7 separate regions of the Mus musculus genome follow, and all the other regions are linked to region 3. Evidence: chromatin contacts called from public Hi-C and promoter capture Hi-C data. All regions are on one chromosome and are shown on one strand. The core of a region is the stretch at or near the end of the contact, and the rest is flanking DNA. Distances in the headings are between cores, read along the strand shown.

Region 1 (2,700 bases), core at 156-2,655, 330 kb before region 3:
TTATTGCACATCAAATCTATGTCCAACGAAGCTGGCCCCTGTCACTGTCCCTGGATGGGTGTTTATTTAGTGGAGAAGAGGAAGATACAGTTAAAGGATGGAAGGGGCCCGTGTCAAGATGTTATTGGAGTCAAGCAGATTGACGGCTTAGAGTGACAGGCCTGGCTCTGCAGAGCTCAGAGGCCACTGGTGGGGTCAGAGACTCGAGATCATCCGAAGCACAGCCTCAGCGCCTGGGTATCGATTTTAAATTGAATTCCAGGTTTTAGTGCAATTAAAAGCTACTACGAGGATTTGAGGAGAGAAATGGTATGGTCAAATTATTAGAGCAGCATGGTTTTTATATTAATTAGAACAGACCACGGGGACCAGAGGGATGAGAGAATCTGCAGGCGAGGTAACTCACTAACGGAGTGAGCTCGGGAGCCCAGAAGGCCTTTGTGAAATCGACAAATTAAAGCTACAGTGTTGTCTGACATTACAGACAAGAGAGGGTTTTCCCCCCCCCCCTTCATTAATTTTATCTGATTCACTCACCTTATTAGTTCTGAAAGACTTGGGTCACTAGCCTGACTACTTCCCTTGCATCCGTCTGTAAGCACCAGCACAGCACTGTTTTGCCCAGCTATGTGGGTTCTCCGGTCCACAGGTGAAGCAAAAACGGAGAGCAAAATGTCCAGAGGAAGGGTTATGGGATTGCTTTATGACCTTATCTTAAAAAGGAGGACTTTGTATGTCTCCCCACTTATTCTCACCAACAGACATAGGTTGGTTTTTTTTTTGTTTTTTTTTTTTGTTTGTTTTTTTATTTTTTTTTTGGGGGGGGGAGGTGTTAGTCTGAAATCTGAACGTGCTTATCAGCTGGGAAAAATCTGACATTTAATTGATTTTATCCCTTAGAAGTGTGTGTGAGAGAGAGAGAAGAGAGAGAGGGAGGGAGAGAGAGAGAGGGAGGGAGAGAGAGAGAGAAGAGAGAGAGGAGAGAGAAGTGGGGGGAGGGAGACAGGGAGGGAGGGAGGGAGAGAGAGAGAGAGAGAGAGGAGAGAGGAGAGAGAGGAGAGAGAGGTGGGGGGAGGGGGGAGAAAAATTGACAGTATTACTAAGCAACAAGCCTGCTTATTTACTGCTCCAATCCACGCCCCCACCCTCCACCCCCCTACCCAGGTTGCAGACTTTCTCTTGAGTCCACGAGAGACTGCTGGCTAATTTTTTAAGTATAATTTCCCAAAGTACTGCCCCTTGCCATAGAAAATGCCACGTAGGTCTTCTGAGTTATAAATGCCGAGGAAAACCATGTTGGTTACGTTTGCAGCTTTTTCATTTTGTGGTTCTGGGTGGTACAGCCCAGTTGCCAACGTTATCCATTCCTCTTTCTGGGAACAGCCTTAATTGTACTTGGCTTGGTTGACACAAAAGGCCTCTGAAAAATATGAGGCTGGTCCCTCTAGTGTTGCTTTGTGAAGACTACAGTACAAAGTACTGGATGGAGGAACACAGCTGCAAAGGAGTGCAGAGAGCGGCTGCAAAATCAATCTGCTTCAAAACACATTATTGAAATGATTTTCTACAAAATGCCATGGTACTATACAGGGCTCCTAACCAAAGAAAATGCAGGCACTTTGCTACATTTGCAAGGACACGGTGTTCGTTGTTGAGACTTCCCAGAACAAACAGTAAACGATTGAAATCACATTGGCCAGAGTTACCAGAGGGTCAAGAGCAATATAAGCTTGCCTTGCTTTTAGAAACGAATTCACAATACTGGTTAGGACTGTCTGGCTATGCTCATAGGCTTTCACTGTCATAAAAAGAGGAGGCAAGATTTCATATACTTCTTCATTCTTTCTCTGATGCCCCCTGATGTTCAATAAAAAGAGTATGCTATCTTCTTCCTGTTTTTCTTTGACTTTTTTTTTTCTACCCTCAGACATTTGTTAAACTACTAATCTGTTCCAAAGATAGAAAAATGATAAGATACATTCATTTCCCTGGACATGCATCATCATCCCATGGGAAGACAGACTCTTAGTGACAAAATAGATTTATATAATGCCTGGGACACAGGGGAAATGGTATTAATTATTAATGCTGGTTATCAAGAAAGATGAGGTATTTGAGCTGTGGTCTGAAGCTAGAGTTAGAGTCCTCATTAGAGGCAATTCATGGCTTGACATCATTGACTGATCCTTGGTCAATACCAGTTTGGTCCAGTTTCTGAGGAGATCTATTATGGCATGTGCAATGGGCAGCTAGTCTGTGTGTGTATGTATGTATGTATGTGTGTGTGTTGTTGTTGTTGTTTGTTTGTTTGTTTATGCTACTGCTTCAAGGCTCAGATTTCCTGCCTTATTCCAGTGTCCCTTATTCTGCATGTGCAGTAAAAGGAGGCCCACGGCAGAAAGGCCAGCTCTCCATTAAAGGAACATGAAATAAAACTGGGTGGTTTGAATCAAGACTGCAGTAGCTCTGGATTCCAGCAGAAAGGGGTTGGTGTCACAAGGGGAACCCTGATCCTTTGTGGGGGTAGAAGTAAGGTTTGTTAGAGGGAGTCAGGTTATTAGTGATGATTTTATTAGAAAATCTCTTTCAGTTCTGAAAGCCTATTAACAAAATTTCATATTTACATTTAAAGGGGACTAATTACCTACAGAGAGTCTCGATAGCCTCAAACCCACCCGAGAGCCCAGCACAGTGTTATTT
Region 2 (2,700 bases), core at 82-2,581, 310 kb before region 3:
TTCTTATTTTCAGTGGTGGGATTGGAAACCGACCTGAGCGTCCTGAGATAGGCACACGTGTTCCGGCCTGAGCTCTGCCTTTTCTCTCGGTCTATAGCCATGTGAGGAGGGACTCAACAGAGCCAGCTTCAACATTTAAAGCATCCATCATTCAGTGTATTCTCACACTCATCAGAAAATCCTTGAAGCTTCCTTTTGCTACTCCCGATTCTCCTTTCTTTTATTTTTACTTGGGAATTTCTGTCTCACAGTGATTAGCTTCGTCACATGAGGAACACAATGTACTGATAGGAAGTGGTGGAAGAGCCTGGAAGTGACCCCTGAGAGGAAGTAAGGAGCCTGAGCCATCACTCTTTTCACTCTTCCTATGAACTCCGTCCCTCCTCCCAGCCTATGACTCCGGACCAGCATTTACCACTTTTCTGCGTTGACTGAAGCTGACTGCATTTGGAGATGTTTGTGAACGATCCCATACAAGCACACTGTAATTGCTTTCATTGTTAGGCCGCAATGGCGATGCAAAGCTTTAAACTAGATGAGCCTCTCCTTAGATAGTTATCTAATTCCAGGAACTGTAATGGCCGTGACCGCAGCTGCACTTTTCACTTTACTACACCCAGTACCACGGTTTCACACCTACTACCTAAGTCTGACTGTGTAAGGGTAAGACTGTGACATCACTGTGTAGTAGAAGCTCTGGATCCAAGATCCTTCATGCTTAAAGTCATTTTGTGTCATGGCTGTGATTAGTCTCGTGAGAGAGGAATGTTAACCTCAGAAAAGCTAAGGATGACTGGAGTGTGGACATGATTGACTGTGCAAGTACGAAGAGCGGACTTTGGATCCTCAGCACCAACATCAGAGCTAAACACAGCAGTACACATCTGTAATCACAGAGCTGGGCGAGCAGAGGTAGCTGACTAGCCACCTTAGCTAAATTAGTCACATCCTGGTTCCCTAGGAGACCTGGACTCAAAAATTACCATAGAGCATGACAGAGGAGAAGAACTACAATTGACTTTCTGACTTCTGCATATATGCAAATACATGCACACATACACCTGCACATGTTAAACACACACACCACTGCCGCCACTGCTGCCACCATAGCCGTGTCATCATCATTACCAGCCCAACCACTTCCCCACACAAAACATGAAAACAAAGTTGGTGTAGGCAAACTGGTACATTTCTGACTTTGTATGCATCTGTCTCCAAAGCCCACGCATCTGTATCCTGCTTCGTGTCTCATCTGCCCTTACAATACAGCCTTCTCTCTCAGTCCCTCGCTACCTGAACAAAGTACACAGACAAAGTGCACTTCAAAAGGCTGTACAGGAAGTGCAGCTGGTTGTCCAAAAATGGTCTGCTTCCTTTGTGCACACTGACTCTGGCTTGTCTTGAATGCTTCAAAGTTATCTTAATGTCATTTCAAAGGCAATTGAGGAAGCGTCCGTGGAGATGGATGGCGTCGGCAGCCTGTTGCTGAATGCATATTAGGTTCTATTCATGGATTTCCTAGCAACCAGAGCCCAATGACGCACGCAGCCTGCGAGCTTGTGCTGTGCTCATGTAAAGAATTCAATCACTTGGATTTTATTATTAATATTTTTAGAAAGCCTCACTAGATTAGCTGTGTGAAATGTGTTGTTATCTGAGTTACTATCGGCAGCTAGCTCCGGTGGCATCTGAAGTCACAAGGCCTTGCGGGTGCTCAAAAAAAATGCTCTTGTAAAAGATTACTTCCATTTTAATACCTCTGACAGTTAAAGATTTGTTTAAGAAAGAAGGAAATTAAAGAGAGAAACTTTACTCTAGAAGTTTGTGATCTTGGCAAAGTGCTCTCATGAGAGAAACCGAATATACATGAGCTCCAGTCTTCAGGCAAGACAAGAGGCTGGATCTTCATGCTCACTTACAACTATGGGACATGGTAAAGCTAAGAACATAAATTTAATGTGCCCTCTTCATGAGACATTGCATAAGAGTAGGGTGATATATTTTATATATTAAGATTCACTGAATACAAACATTGTACGGGCTTAAAGGACATCAGTGTTTGTCCTTCATTGTTTCAGTAGCCTAACCTGTAGAGGCAACCTGTTAGCGTTTTCCAAGTTTTAATTTGTGATTTATTGGACAGATGATAAATATACATGCAGCAGTGTGTGCAATGTTCGCAGTTATGGTGAAACCTATAAACATATTGCAAGAGGAGCCCTTCTTGTGGGAGTGCCATGCAAAGCAGTCATTATGACAGTAACCATGGTGATTTCTCAAAAAGCTGAAATTAAAACTGCTGAAGGATCCAGTGGTACCACTGCTGTATACCCAAGGCACTCTAGATCCTGCGTTGGAGACATTTGCTACCCCATATTCATCCTCATTCATGTCGCTTGCGCTGTTCACAATATCAAGGCAATGGAGTCAGTCTAGATGAAGGATGAAAATGCGAGGCAAACATACAATAGCATCTTATTCGGGGCAAAGATAAAAGAAAAGAAGATCTGTGGGAAAATGGATGGAGCTGAAAAATATCATACAAAGAAGGAAACTCAAGTCCACAAAGACAAACGCTGAACTTTTGTTTCTGATGGAGCTATTAGCATCTACTTTTTATGTGTGTGCATTCATGTAAAAGTGAATGTGTGTAGGGGCTGAGAAGATAGATAGGGGTGTGAGATGGGGAAAGAGCATGGA
Region 3 (2,700 bases), core at 133-2,632:
TATGAATTATGACCTTGAATAATCAAAAAATGTTTCCTAAGACAAATGCAAGTTTATGGTTATGCAGCCAATGTAGTGACCCTGTGCCCTTGCTCAAACCCCCACACTTGTTTGGTGTGCCTCATTGTTCTGAAACTCTTAATAATTTTTGTCTTTGATCTTGTATCATGCAAATGAAGTCTAATGGCATAATATAACATGCTCATGTGCAAATGATATATTTGTAATAAGTGTTTTTATTGTTCTTCATTAATATGCTCTGGATTCTGATAGCCCTCTGACTCATCAAATTTTGCAAGATATTAAAAGCTACAAGGTGAAGATGGCATGTTTATGCTCGAGTATGAACACTTATAGTTCCCATAGTCACATGTTGTACTTGAATAAGAACTTGTGATAAAATCATCAAGGATCTTTGTTATATCCCCATACTCATCTCACATTCTGTATTAGTTGAATTGAAAATTATCACATAGCAATAGAAGCAAAGAAGGCGGAACTTAGACTCTTTCTTTCAGCCATCAAACCACAGTAAGCTGAGGGCAGAGTGTTAGTGCAATGTGTTTCTATTATGAAGTATAATGTGTGTAGTGAGGTGGTTCAGCAGCTAAGGGTACTTGCTGCATATGTAGCAGAGGATGGCTACATGCTCCATGGAAACAAGTATGAGGTATTTGTGTGTACGTTTTAAAAGCTCTAAGTAGGGTGGAGTGTTTAAAAGCTAAATATCACAGTTCTTTCCAGACTTAGATCAAATGCGTTAGGAAGCTGAGACTCCCCACTTCCCTACCCGGAAGTTCTACTGCAAGGATACATACATACATACATACATACACACACACACACACACACACACACACACACACACACACACATATATATATATATATATATATGTGTATATATATATATATTTTTTTTTAACTATTCCACTGGGCAGGATCAGGAAGGAAGAGGATTGATTTTCCTTTCCTGCTAAGAGGCTCAGACAGTAAGATGAGACTCTGTTTGAACAAAGTTTGCACTGACTTTCTCACCTCTGACTTTGGGTGAGCGGGAGTGCAAGGGAAAATCATGAAAGAGTCAACCATCATCCCGGCTAGGGAGGGGTAACTCTCCCAGGTTAAAGTTGGCACTAACATCAAAAAGTGCCATACTAAAAGTTCTGGATTAAGTAATGACCCAGAATAACAGGACTAGAGCCCCAGCAGCTGTCGCTGCCCTTCCGGAAGCCCCGCCCATTCCAGGCATTGTTCCTACCACGCCCCTCTTACCCAGTGCCCCAGAAGACGGAAAACTACATTTCCCAGAATGCAACTAGTAATCGCATTTCAGGACGCCTATATGTGTCCGAGTGACGACATAAACCGGCGCGGTGTTTAGACTTTACTGATGTCGTGGCGCTCTGAGGCAAAAAGTTGTTGCTCTTAGGAGCCCTGGGACTGAAGCCGAGGTCGGGTGACCCTGGCCCTTTCCTACTCACTCCTCCTTGCCCGCCTTTCCCTCTCCTGGCAGGATGAGGCGTGCAGGCCTGGGTAAGAACAGTGCTGAGGTTCGAAGTTTGGGGACCCTAGGACCTGCTGAGTCGGGAGCAGGGTTGTGGGAGGAGACTACCGGCCCTCTGTCAATGACTTTGGTGTTCAAAAGCGAGTTATTTGGGTTCTTTGGAGAAGGTTCTCTTCCTGTGTCCTAGTTCCGAACGGTTTCCTGAAGTTGTATTTAGACAAAAGTTTAAACCTATATGCTAGGTTGCACAGAGCGGTGAATTGGTTAGCATAAGTTTTTCTTTTTCTATGTGCTAGTTTGGGGAGTAACCCAATTTCCCAAGCCTTGCTGTTTCCTTTGCTTTACTCATTCTGGATCTTAACTTTTTTTTTTTTTTTTTAAGAAATGACATTTGGGGAGTAGTAAGCTTTAAGCCCACTAATAATGATGCGTTAGTTTGATAACCGTGAGTTACAAAGGTGAATTTACGTGTCCTTATTGTTAAAGTGCCTGTTATGAAAGGTCTGGGTCAAAGGCGAGTTACTTGGAACACTTCTGACCTAGACCTTGTCCCACTGCTAAGGCAGTAGATGTTGGTTTTGATGACTTAAATGGGTCAGGGGAAGGAATAGCTTAGTAATAACTGAAGTTCTTTCTCTATTAGCCATGTCTTAAAGAAGGAAGGGCAGAATGCTTGAAAAAAATGTGTGAAATATTAAAAAGGATGTTGCTGTTCTGGCAGACATTGGAATAGTAAAAAAAAAAATAGTTTTTAAAAATTTGAGGTGTTAAAGCCAGTGAATGGACAAACACTTAAAGTTAGGTATGAAAACTAAAGCCTCTTTTGCAACTCATAATTCACGGCTTGTTATGGGTTTTGATTATGTAAGAAGGAACACAATATTCATGACAGTGCAGAGACATGGTAGTAGTTTCAATAAGGTTGGTTATAGGAATAGAATGTGTGGACTTTAAAACCACTGAAAAATAAGGGCCTTGAATGGTGTCAGTAATATAGATTGACAGGGTTGTCAATAAGTAGTTGCATGTGAAGAAGTTGTAAATTTAGTTTTATGAATCCTTTCAGTCATTGAAAGAAATTAGTTCATCTCAAATAACCTAAAGAACTATTTTCAAACATGATTAGTCATATATGCCTACATTTTTCCAACACTAATAACAGCAGACATTTATTGTGACGCACCATGTGCTTCC
Region 4 (2,700 bases), core at 94-2,593, 320 kb after region 3:
GTCTCTCTGCATGGAAGAGTCGAGTAGGGGTTCAAATTAGGACAGAAGCACATACACCTTTGCCTGAAGTCACTGACTTCAGGGGCAAGGGATCCAAGGATGGATGAACAAGGAGAACTGCAGCCCCTTTCACAAGACACCTGAATCTGTCACCCAGAACTACCCAAACTCAACCTCTGAGTGCCTAGGAAAGTATTTTGTCTTGCTCTCTGACGCTTCCCCATTCTATTATTACTACTTTTTTTTTCTGGTGTGTTAGTCACCTCGAGGGCTACAGCCACTTTGCATTCCCGGGATACACAGGTAACTGCTTTTCCTGGCTTTTGCTTGAACAGTCAGGAAAAGAAGTGCCCGCTGATGCCTGGCTGCACCCAGCTCCGGATAGGAGGTGGAGGATAGCCCGTCCTTGGAAGCAACTTGCTTTCCTCCCAGGGTGCGCCTGCCAGCCCAGACTGCGCCCGCCTGGAATCAGATTGTCCCGGGCTCCTGCTGGCTTTCAGTGGAGAAGGGGAATTGTCCTCAACACCAAGTCAGGTAGGTACCTCAGACTACTCTTTTCTAGCTGTGCTCACTTCGGTCATTCACCCTAAGATAATAAACCAGCAACAACCTCTTTTGTGGAGGGCAATGTCCCCCCAAATCCAACCTGCACCTTAGGTTGCACCTGCCCAAATCCAAAGGGGTCCAGGGCTTGCTGGACCCTCTGGTTTTTCTTACCCTCTGCCTCCGGGGTCCTTACTCAGCACTCCAGGTCTTGGTCAGCTGTTTTCTCACGCTCCCACCCTAATTTTACTGCCGCGCCCCACTACAGATTCCACTCTCCATCGGGTCCCTGGTGCGGTCACCTGAGTGACCACGTTTGGAGCCAGGGACCACTCTCTTTGGGGTAGGGTTCTTTGGGAAACTCACCTCCCTACGGAATTTTCATCCTCCAGGGAAGGGGTTGGACTCTCAGAAAGCTGCCTCCAGGGACGGGTTACGATCACTGAGCCCAATCTGTCGACCACCCAACTCCCTCCCTACTCAAGGTCTAACTGGGGACCCTCTCCCGCTTCCTGGAGCTCCGAGCGCTGGGGTGTGGGGACTCTTGGGGTGTGGAGCAGCGGCAGCGAGTGCAGACCCTCTCCCGCTGGGGCTTGGGGTCCGGAGGAGCACGGAGCGGCTGCTAGCCCCTCCCTCCGAGGGCTGAAGGGGCTGACGCGCAGGGAGGGTCCGGGCGGGGCCGGCTCTGAGATCGTCCGCTCCCCCCACCACCCCCCTTGGCCGCAGCGCGTAGGGAGGAGGGAGCGGGTGACGCGCGCACCGAAAAGGACTTAAGTCGGAGAAGTTTGCGCACAGCTTCATCTCGGAGCGAGCAGCGGCAGGCACTGCTAAGGTGAGGCTCCCGCGCTTTGGGGAGCAGAGCAACCGGGAAAAGGACCTTGCCTGGAGCCTATTTTGCTTTGCAGTCTTGGGCTTTAAACCTACCCCATAAAGGAGGCTTAAAGGTCTGGAAATTGGAAGGTGGACAAGAAGGAGTGCTTAGGACTAATTCAGTTTGCTCTCACTTTAAACTAGGAGAGCCAGCCGCCCAAGACTCTGGGCGGACTGCACCTGGCTGGCTTGCAGACAACTCTTGGTTGGAGAGGTGCTTACTTCTGCGCCTCACCCTGCCGTTGGCATCCCCTGCCTGCAGATGCCCAGTGAAGTCTGCGTTCCTGAGAACACCTGAGCTGTGCCCAGACATCCAGCAAGAGAATTCCTGGTAAGAAGAAGGGGTTTTTTCCCCCTTTCTTTTTTCTTTTTTGGAGGGAATGATTGGAATTAAAGATGTGGAGTGTCCCAGGAAAGATGATAGTGAGAATGATACTTTGTGGATTTTTTTTTATATTGCAAAATTGTAGTTTGACTGGTTGATACATTGTGGATTTTTTTAATTGCAAAATTGTGACTTGACTGGTTGATACTTTGTGAATTTTTTATTGCAAAATTGTAGTTTGACTGGCTGATACTTTGTGGATTTTTTTTATTGCAAAATTGTAGTTTGACTGGTTGATACATTGTGGGTTTTTTTAATTGCAAAATTGTAATTTGACTGGTTGATACTTTGTGAATTTTTTATTGCAAAATTGTAGTTTGACTGGCTGATACTTTGTGGATTTTTTTTATTGCAAAATTGTAGTTTGACTGTGATGTTTAGAGGTGTTCTTGTAGGGTCGGCTTAGTCTCGGTTGCTTCATTTTACCATGGCTTAAGAAAAAAAAGTGTCATTGGAAGATGTGATAGTTTATACCTTTGTGTTGTGGAGCTCTCTGGTTCTGTGGGTGTTTTATGATATTACTCATATGAATTTTCTCTCAAAAGTTTTAGCCTCCTGTACTGCTGAGTATAGCAATTTCTAGGCTTAAGGTCGTGGCTTTTCCTAATAGATGTTTAATAGGTATCAATTAAAGAATGTGGGCATCTAGGCAGCGTTGTGCTGGGTCTTGGAATACAGTGGTGAATGCTGTTGCTTGTTTGGTCATGTTCTACACAGAATTTCCAACAATCATTTATGCATAGCAACCATTCTTCACACCTATTAAGAAAAATCTGTTGTTTACATAGTTTCCTAATAAGCCTCCTTTGTTTTACTGCTCTTTCTAAGACAGGGTGGATAAAGTAAATTAGGGGTCAATTAATTAATTAATTAAGAGGTCAAGAGGTCACTTACCTTGAGGT
Region 5 (2,700 bases), core at 98-2,597, 470 kb after region 3:
AATGCAAACTTAAGGATGCATTTTGGGCATTTTCAAAAGTCAACTTGTCTCATCACTCTTCCATCTTTGGAATTTTGGCTGGTGAACAGGTGAAGATGGCCATCCTGATACACTGTTAGGGAAAAAAATTCTATCAGGATCGTGTGTGTGTGTGTGTGTGTGTGTGTGTGTGTGTATGTGGGTGGGTGGGTATGTTCCTATGTCTGTGTGCATGCCCATATATATGTGTGCACAAAGCTTTATGGAAACCTAAGAATAACTTTAGTTCTCACCTTCTTTTTATTTTTTATTTATTTTTTATTTATGTTTTGCTCTTAATAGTCCAGAATAGTCATATGCATTTATTAAAAAGGCATGCCAATCATAATTTTTAGTGCACAGGAGAGAGAGAGATAGAGGTAGAGGTAGAGGTAGAGAGAGAGAGAGAGGGAGAGAGAGAGAGAGAGAGAGAGATGATGGTGGTGCTGGTGGTGGTGGTGGTATATGCCTTCAATCTCAGAACTCAGGATACATAGACAGGCAGATCTCTAAGTTCGAGGCCAGCCTGGTCTACAGATTCCAGTACAGCCAAGGGCTACACAGAGAAATTCTACCTTGAAAACAAACCAAGTAAAATAAAATAAAATAAAATAAAATAAAATAAAAATATATATTTTAAATTAAGTAGCCAGACTTACTTCCTGCCCAAAATTCCCTACTCCGTTATTTTGAGCTCCAGGAACAGAGACAGTGTGCCTTGCTCCACTGCTGTGTAAGGATCTACCTCCTGACAACTCTCCCTATAGCGTACCAAGGTAGTAAAGCCATTGTTTTTCATAGATACCTAAATTACAGCACAGTTCTCCTTAAATCTGGAGTTCTCTTGACTTACTTGAGCAATCTGGCATATGACAGGAGAGGTTTGGGTCTCTATTGAGCCATTTGAGACACAGACACAAGGGTGTGGAGACACAAGGGTTTATGTAACTATGTAACGTGTCCAAGTTGGGAAGCCCTTTCCGCTGTGTACTCATCAACAGACTCACCCATTAATGGAGTTAGTGTCTTTGTAATTCAGTTACCTCTCAGTAAGAACATCAGACCAGAGCCAAGACTTCAACACAGCCTCTTAGGAAGGACACTTCATATCCAAGCCATAACCGAAAGATCTGGAAGGGGCTTCTTCCTCGGTAACAGTAATTTCCAGCTTTTGTCCCTAGACATTCTTCAGCTTGGAGCCACAGCTGCCACCTAGTGGTCATGGTGGAAACCACAGGCGACCAGAGAAACCGAAACCAACGCAGTGTACCTTCAAGCTTGGAGTAGCAAGATCACATTTTAGTCATACTCTGTTGCATGTAGCCTTACACATCTTCCCAGTACATCCATGTCAAGGTGGTATCACGTAGCCTCATAATGAACACAGCATCCTGATGACAATGCTAGTGTAAACAATCAAGTAACACCTCCCTTTTTGTTTTGCTTTTATTCGCTGGCTAATAGAGAACATTTCTTTTCGGGTAAGTTAAGTCAGCATACTACCGCTTCTCTGCAGAGAGTTGGGCTGTGATGGCTGCTTTCCACATCAGACAGATTAATTTGTCTGGTACAAATGGCTCCGTGGTTAAGAGCATTTAGTGCTCTTGCAAAGGAACTCAGTTCAGTTCCCAGAACTCATGTCAGTCAACTCACAACTGACTGTAATTCCAACCCCAGGGAACCTGACACTCTCCTCTCTTCTCTTCTCTTCTCTTCTCTTCTCTTCTCTTCTCTTCTCTTCTCTTCTCTTCTCTTCTCTTCTCTTCTCTTCTCTTCTCTTCCTCTCTTTCTCTCTCTCTCTCTCTCTCTCTCTCTCTCTCTCTCTCTCTCTCTCTCTCTCTTTTAATAGAACTCTCCTCCATGGACTTCCATCTATTATTTTTTAATTAGGTATTTATTTCATTTACATTTCCAATGCTATCCCAAAAGTCACCCCCCCCCACTCCCCTACCCACCCACTCCCACTTCTTGGCCCTGGCATTCCCCTGTACTGGGGCATATAAAGTTTGCAAGTCCAATGGGCCTCTCTTTCCAGTGATGGCCGACTAGGCCATCTTTTGATACATATCTTGGGTATTCTAAGTTTCTGGGCTAATATCCACTTATCAGTGAGTACATATTGTGTGAGTTCTTTTGTGATTGGGTTACCTCACTCAGGATGATGCCCTCCAGGTCCATCCATTTGCCTAGGAATTTCATAAATTCATTGTTTTTAATAGCTGAGGAGTACTCCATTGTGTAAATGTACCACATTTTCTGTATCCATTCCTCTGTTGCAGGACATCTGGGTTCTTTCCAGCTTCTGGCTATTATAAATAGGGCTGCTATGAACATAGTGGAGCATGTGTTCTTATTACCAGTTGGAACATCTTCTGGATATATGTCCAGGAGAGGTATTGCTGGATCTTCCAGTAGTACTATGTCCAATTTTCTGAGGAATCACCAGACTGATTTCCAGACTGGTTGTACCAGCTTGCAATCCCACCAGAAATGGAGGAGTGTTCCTCTTTCTCCACATCCTTGCCAGCATCTGCTGTAACCTGAATTTTTGATCTTAGCCATTCTGACTGGAGTGAAGTGGAATCTCAGTGTTGTTTTGATTTGCATTTCTCTGATGCTTAAGGATGTTGAACATTTTTTCAGGTGCTTCTCAGCCATTCATATTCCTCAGGTGAGAATTCT
Region 6 (2,700 bases), core at 127-2,626, 470 kb before region 3:
TTCTCTAAAGTTCTGTTTTTCTAAGGTAGAGTAATCTCATCCTGTGGACTGAAACATCCTTGACCACAGATGCATTCTTAGAATTTATTGAGCGTAAAATTTTAACTACATCATTTGTCTTTTGATGCAGAATTGGTCCACTGAAAACTATGAATTAAGCATTTATAATAAAGTAAAGCTTAATGTTAAAGATACCAGTGTTTTGTGAATGCCATTTAAAATAATCATTTTTCTTTATAATGAAAGCAATATATATTCATTTAATGCTTCTGAAGGCTACAGAAAGATGAAAGAACTCATTGTCTGGCAGTATCTATTGTGTCATTAGTGATGATGGATATAAATGTTTTTGTACATATGCTTTCTGGATTTTTATGCATATCTGCATCAAACACAATGCTTAAACTTACATTGCATATAATGAGGTACACACTATTCACTATACACTATTCACACATGTGCTGTGTGTAAAAGATGATTTAAATACATTTGTAAAGTTTTACTTTTATTTTAAATTTCTTTCTTTATTTTCCTAATGAATGTATGCTCTAGAATAACCAAGAGATGATCATTAAAATTTGATATTTTTAAATCAATTTCATTTTCTTTATCTGTCATAGTATGTGTATTTTTGTACCAGTGACTACTATTTTGATGGAGAATATATTCTATCAATTCTCTGTCTAATATATAGATAGAATATATAATACATAAATATATGTTATACTATTTTTATAAATATTCTAAAGTTATATAAATTTATATATTTTATAAATAATAAAATAAATATATTATACAATATAAATGTATGATTTATGAATTTATATAAATATGTAAATTTAAATAATTTTGCAAATATATTTATAATATAAATACTATATAAAATGCATTACATAAATATAAGTATTTCCTTTGCAATATGGCCTAATTTTCAACCAAGTAGTTTCGGATGCTCATTCATAGAGGCAGCTATCCAGTATAAAACAAGAATCATGTAGTGCACATGGCGGTTGGGATCTCCTCTGAGATCTTCAAGTGTAATATTGACTGACTGGGTAAGATTTTTTTTCCTCACTGCGTGCTAGTTCCGTAACGTCTGCACTAGAAGCAATTCTATTGTGCTTTACTTGTTTGTTTTAAAGCATGGTTGTTAACTTTTCCACATCATTAACTATACTTTGAGAACATTCAAAATAACTGTCCCACCATCCATCACATGGTTGCCCCACGTCTGTGCTGACCAGTCCACTATTATTAGGCATTTGGTTAATTTCCAAGGTTGGTATAAATAAAGCCAAGACAACTGGCCTGAGCCACGATGTTAGGGTCAGCTCTTATTTTTGCACATGTACTCAAGGCTGTTGAGAGTCAGTCACTGAGATTCATTTACCCCTCTGTTGCTAAGAACATGTAGGAAGGACAAGTGGTGGCCTTCTTTTGGCAACCTGTTAGGGCTTGTCTTTGATGGAAGTAAAAGCAAGAAAACGTACACACACACACACACACACACACACACACACACACACACACACACAGACAGACACACACACACAGACACACACACAAAATCTTTATTTCAGACCATTTGCCGTCATATCTGTTCAGAGGGTTAAATGAGTAGTGGTCACAGCTCAGAGTTCGTTTTGTTTTGTTTTGTTTTGTTTTGTTTTTTCTTTTTTGAGAGCTGGGCCTTTCTTTCTTGTTCTCTCTCTCGGATTTGTGCCGACAAGAGTCATGGCACCTCCCAAAGCTAGCAGCTGCCTGGGCTTCCTGTGGTGTTTCTGTGATGTGCACCCCTTGCCTTCAGATGTGTGATGTTCTGGACAGTGGGGTTGGCCCGCTGTGGTATAGGATGCTCTGGACAAGCCATTCTGGCCTTCAGCTGGAAGCTGCTCTGGACCAAGCAGTGGAGAGAAAGCTAGAGTCACACTCCTTTATGCCAAGACTGTCTTACAGGCTCTGTGAGCAAAACACTTTTGAAAAACCAAAGATTTGCCCCTTACCAACATGTAGGGTGTGAAATAAAATGTGTTAGAAATATAATCACTTTTAAGCTTTTAGCTCTTTACTGGTAGTTTCTTTCCAAAAAATTTGAACTCGTTAATGCTTACTGTAATTGTATATGAAGACACCTTTTGCCTAAATTCTTGTCAGAACTTTTTTATTTATTTATTTTTTACAAAGAAGTATAGCCATGGGATCTTTGTTCTCTGGGCTTTCTGACCTTTAATCTCTTCCCTTCCTTTCTCCCCTTACTAACTCTTCCTCCTTTCATTTCTCTGTCTTTTCCTGTATCCTTCTCTTCTTGTCTCTCTGTTTTCTTTTCATCTTAATTTTTTTGAGACGATGTCCTTAGTTTAGCCATGGCTGACCTTGAACTTGCTACCCTCCTGCCTCTGTGTACGAGGTGCTGGAAGTACAAGCTTTCTCCGATATCCCGGCTTATTCTCTGACTTTACTAAAGTAGTTGTACCTTTCTTCTTTTGTATTTCAGCATTCTGCTTCCCTATGGTGTGTCGTGTTCTTTGGATCTGCCTCACTGCCAAACTTTTTAAAAATGTCCATCTAAGACCTGTTTGTATTTTAAGATTTAATGAGAAGACAGAATTTTCGCATTTGTGGAGACAAATATGTATTTTTTTTTTCAGAAGAGACAGGAAATGGGAAGATTGGGAGAAGGGCACATGAGTGTTCACATTG
Region 7 (2,700 bases), core at 35-2,534, 420 kb before region 3:
CATTCTTTCTTCAGGAAATTCTAGTTAGTTATACAACCTAGAAATGGAAAATAGCCTCGAAGTTGGCACATTTAGTATATACCCCACATTTTAGAAAAAGGCCCAATTGATTCATTTGAAGTCACATGGTAAACGAGTAAGAGACTCCTGAGAAGAATCCCCAGGCTCTTGAATCTCAGGACGAAGTTGATATTTCTCACATCTGTTGTTTTCGTGTGTGATTACAGGTGGGAACTTGTTGAAGTGTAAGTGAACAGAGCTTATTTTAGTTAAAAGTTACCATTTCCATGATCAGGTAATGGATTGGGACGCTGCTTTGACTATTCAGAAGATAAAAGCTGAGGCCGAAGCAGCCCGCTTCTCAAGATACACCATCTGGGTTCTTTACATATGGCCCAGAAATGTAAATTACTCCATGGACCTGGGAAGTCTTTAATTGGAATTCCTAGCGCTTAAGGCCTGGTCCCTGTTCCTGCACTTTACCCCCTCCAGGGGGCGTATTTTTATCATTATCTTCATCAACGTCATCCAGAGCAACTCGGCCGCCCACAAGAAAATGGAGTCCTGTGAGTTTTGTATTATTCTATTACGGGGCTTTCTAAACTAGGCCTCAAGTTTCACAACGTGACCACGGGCATAATTCTGGGAATTGAAGAGTGGAGCCCTCTCAGTCGTTCATGCTGTCAGCCAGGTTTATATCTTGAGGCAACCTTCTTTGCCTCTTTGTGAGCTTCACCAACCGGGGCATCCGGGCTAACAGTCTAGTTTTAAGGGAAAAACTTCCCCCAACTCTTGGCAACAGTCAAGTCTTTCATATTTCCATTCTTTTCCCATGTATCTCGTGAACCCTAGTGTTTTCTCCGACAGATTAGAGGGCGACCTCACAAGCTGTATGTGGAATGAATGTGTGAAGTTTCCCTCTGTTGAGATAAGGGTGCCCACCTATCCAGCCTCTCTCCTTCATCTCCCCCAAACAAGCAGAAGACACTTACATTGGCATGTTGCTAGGCACGAAGTTACTGCAAGCAGCAACAGAGTCCGCGTATCCACAAAGCTGAGCATGTCTACCACTTAGACATGCAGACTCCTTGTGTTGCAGAGCCCCTGGGTCACCAGCGGAGGTATCACCTGGCGGGCGCAGGCATGCAATCGTGGACCGTTCCCTCCAACTTAGTCGAAACCTCCTGCTGCCGTGGTGCTAAAATAATAAAGCCCAGACCTGCCTTATTTATATGGGAAAAGTTTCCCCAGCCGGAGGGTGCCTCCAAAAACGTCTCCACCAATGGGAGGGCTAGGGCTAGGGGCCCGGGACTCAGTGCTGGGAGGAGACTGCGGGGGAGCAGGGGAGGGAGCCGAGGGGGGAGGGACGTGGCTACGGGGCTTCTTAAATTGGTTCCATTCTTTTTGAGGACGTGGACACTTTTGAGGCTTTCGAGGGGGAACTCTGACTCCCTGTCTGCATACCTCCGCCCTCCCCAGCCACCCGCCCTCTCTCGCCCTTGCCAAGTTTGGAAGCACTTTAGGACACCTACGTGGGCTCTTTACAGATCTCCGGGCGGCGGGGCAGGTGTTGAGGGACCTGGAGGCCGAAGATGAAAAGGCAGGAGCTGTCCAGTCCCGCTTCACTCTGTGCCCTGCGGGCCATCTGCAGGCTGGAGGGGGCTGGGGTGTGAGGGGAGGAGGGTGACAGCGTGGCGAGCTCTAGAGCTGCCCTCATGGGTTGGCTCCACCCCTGCCCCCTAATTTCCCCAGTTTGGGGGGGCCTGTGTGCCCATAATCTCCTCTCTCCTCTGTCTCTCTATCTCTCTGTCTCTCCCTCCCTCCCTCCCTCCCTCCCTCCCTCCCTCCCTCCCTCCCTCCCTTCCTCCCTCCCTTCCTCCCTCCCTCCTCCATCCTCTCTCTGACTCTCTCTGTCTGTACCCCCCTCTCTCTCGTTGATGAGGGGAGCAGGCATCAAGAGATAAACTGTGCATTATTACATTTACTTTGGTTAAGCCCCATTTCCAGCCCCATGTACAGACCCCATGAAGGATTACCAGCCAGACTCAGATGCCGAGCCTGGATCAGATAACAGATCAGTGAACACTCAGCCTTCTTGGCCTTGCTGCCTATTTATGACCCCTTCCACAGCCACTGCCAGGCACCCCTGCCTGCATCTTCACACCTCCCATCATCCCTAGGGCGTATACAACCTCTTCCTTAACATCCCAAGCTGTCCCCTCCAGAACAGATGCAATCTCTCCCCATCTTGGGAAGAGACTTTGACTCTGAAGAATTGGAGTAGGAGACTTTGGCTGTCCAGGACAGCGGCAGAGACATAGTAAATTCTCCTTCCCAAAGTTTCTTGGAGTCTTCCAAGTTACCCGGGGCCGCAGGCTCCTCTTGGCCTGCCGAGCATCCATCATGAGGCTGGAGAGACCTATTCAGACTCTCATTATGTCCCCAAAGTCACAGCAGACACAGCATCTTTAGGCCATTTTTATGTTCATGAAGAAGGAACTGGCGAACTCCTTGGGAAACCTTCCCCCTTTCGACTTCCCGGTGAGGAAGAATTTCTAAGTAGGTTAGCTCCATCAGCAGCTGCTATAAGCAAAAGGTTCTGGATATTGCTAACTGGCTTCTCTTTCTAAATTAAAAAAAATGCTAGAAATAGAAGAGAATAAACATTTCAATAAGGTTATTTCAATCCTGTGAAAAACA

Evidence for each region. Promoter capture Hi-C pulls out the DNA fragments that hold promoters and counts their contacts. Hi-C and Micro-C count contacts between places; a contact is called where the count stands out from the background.
Region 1: a promoter capture Hi-C map of hippocampal neurons shows a contact between it and region 3, with 2.5 times the contacts expected there. The contact joins the enhancer-like site here to the promoter of Bet1 in region 3. A contact is called at or near these places in 4 of 39 promoter capture datasets (the 3T3-L1 cell line, 3T3-L1-derived adipocytes and hippocampal neurons) and 1 of 484 Hi-C or Micro-C datasets (uterus).
Region 2: a contact with region 3 is called in a promoter capture Hi-C map of neural stem cells. The contact joins the enhancer-like site here to the promoter of Bet1 in region 3. A contact is called at or near these places in 5 of 39 promoter capture datasets (the 3T3-L1 cell line, 3T3-L1-derived adipocytes, hippocampal neurons and 1 more), 1 of 484 Hi-C or Micro-C datasets (uterus) and 1 of 9 other capture datasets (liver).
Region 4: a promoter capture Hi-C map of stem cell-derived epiblast-like cells shows a contact between it and region 3, with 2.2 times the contacts expected there. The contact joins the promoter of Calcr here to the promoter of Bet1 in region 3.
Region 5: a promoter capture Hi-C map of the HPC-7 cell line shows a contact between it and region 3, with 2.4 times the contacts expected there. The contact joins the enhancer-like site here to the promoter of Bet1 in region 3. A contact is called at or near these places in 9 of 39 promoter capture datasets (the 3T3-L1 cell line, 3T3-L1-derived adipocytes, the C10 cell line and 5 more).
Region 6: a Hi-C map of myocytes shows a contact between it and region 3, with 4 times the contacts expected there. The contact joins the enhancer-like site here to the promoter of Bet1 in region 3. A contact is called at or near these places in 4 of 39 promoter capture datasets (the 3T3-L1 cell line, 3T3-L1-derived adipocytes and hippocampal neurons), 5 of 484 Hi-C or Micro-C datasets (3T3-L1-derived adipocytes, cerebral cortex, myocytes and 2 more) and 1 of 115 datasets of contacts at active chromatin or transcription factors (stem cell-derived neural progenitor cells).
Region 7: a contact with region 3 is called in a Hi-C map of embryonic fibroblasts, with 5 times the contacts expected there. The contact joins the promoter of Col1a2 here to the promoter of Bet1 in region 3. A contact is called at or near these places in 5 of 39 promoter capture datasets (embryonic stem cells, frontonasal cranial neural crest, maxillary cranial neural crest and 1 more), 3 of 484 Hi-C or Micro-C datasets (embryonic fibroblasts, embryonic stem cells and palatal mesenchyme) and 2 of 115 datasets of contacts at active chromatin or transcription factors (the NIH/3T3 cell line and embryonic limb bud).

The regions. Positions count from the first base shown.
Region 1 is chr6:4,416,051-4,418,750 of GRCm38.p6, reverse strand. All of the region lies in intron 3 of Gm46948 (a long non-coding RNA gene), which reads left to right. Among named protein-coding and RNA genes, the nearest start is that of Gm33788, 7.4 kb to the left of the region's middle. Within about 2 kb of position 1,405, at least 131 of the 459 cell types and tissues checked have an H3K27ac peak or open chromatin away from gene starts, as enhancers often do. A contact at or near this core is called in 3T3-L1-derived adipocytes, hippocampal neurons and uterus, where this site is marked.
Region 2 is chr6:4,396,597-4,399,296 of GRCm38.p6, reverse strand. All of the region lies in intron 3 of Gm46948 (a long non-coding RNA gene), which reads left to right. Among named protein-coding and RNA genes, the nearest start is that of Gm33788, 27 kb to the left of the region's middle. Within about 2 kb of position 1,331, at least 32 of the 459 cell types and tissues checked have an H3K27ac peak or open chromatin away from gene starts, as enhancers often do. A contact at or near this core is called in hippocampal neurons and neural stem cells, where this site is marked.
Region 3 is chr6:4,085,612-4,088,311 of GRCm38.p6, reverse strand. Bet1 (Bet1 golgi vesicular membrane trafficking protein) reads left to right here and starts at 1,382. Exons shown (of 4, transcript NM_009748.3): 1 at 1,382-1,535. The coding sequence starts at 1,517.
Region 4 is chr6:3,762,266-3,764,965 of GRCm38.p6, reverse strand. Calcr (calcitonin receptor) reads left to right here and starts at 1,343. Exons shown (of 16, transcript NM_001377018.1): 1 at 1,343-1,375; 2 at 1,558-1,744. It overlaps Gm33576 (a long non-coding RNA gene), which reads right to left and starts at 1,167. Exons shown (of 4, transcript XR_377297.1): 1 at 910-1,167.
Region 5 is chr6:3,619,263-3,621,962 of GRCm38.p6, reverse strand. No RefSeq gene overlaps it. Among named protein-coding and RNA genes, the nearest start is that of Gm52885, 50 kb to the right of the region's middle. Within about 2 kb of position 1,347, at least 24 of the 459 cell types and tissues checked have an H3K27ac peak or open chromatin away from gene starts, as enhancers often do. A contact at or near this core is called in the HPC-7 cell line, where this site is marked.
Region 6 is chr6:4,551,122-4,553,821 of GRCm38.p6, reverse strand. No RefSeq gene overlaps it. Among named protein-coding and RNA genes, the nearest start is that of Gm33959, 35 kb to the left of the region's middle. RefSeq lists an enhancer at 1-285. Within about 2 kb of position 1,376, at least 3 of the 459 cell types and tissues checked have an H3K27ac peak or open chromatin away from gene starts, as enhancers often do. A contact at or near this core is called in myocytes, where this site is marked.
Region 7 is chr6:4,504,202-4,506,901 of GRCm38.p6, reverse strand. Col1a2 (collagen, type I, alpha 2) reads right to left here and starts at 1,284. Exons shown (of 52, transcript NM_007743.3): 1 at 993-1,284. The coding sequence starts at 1,062.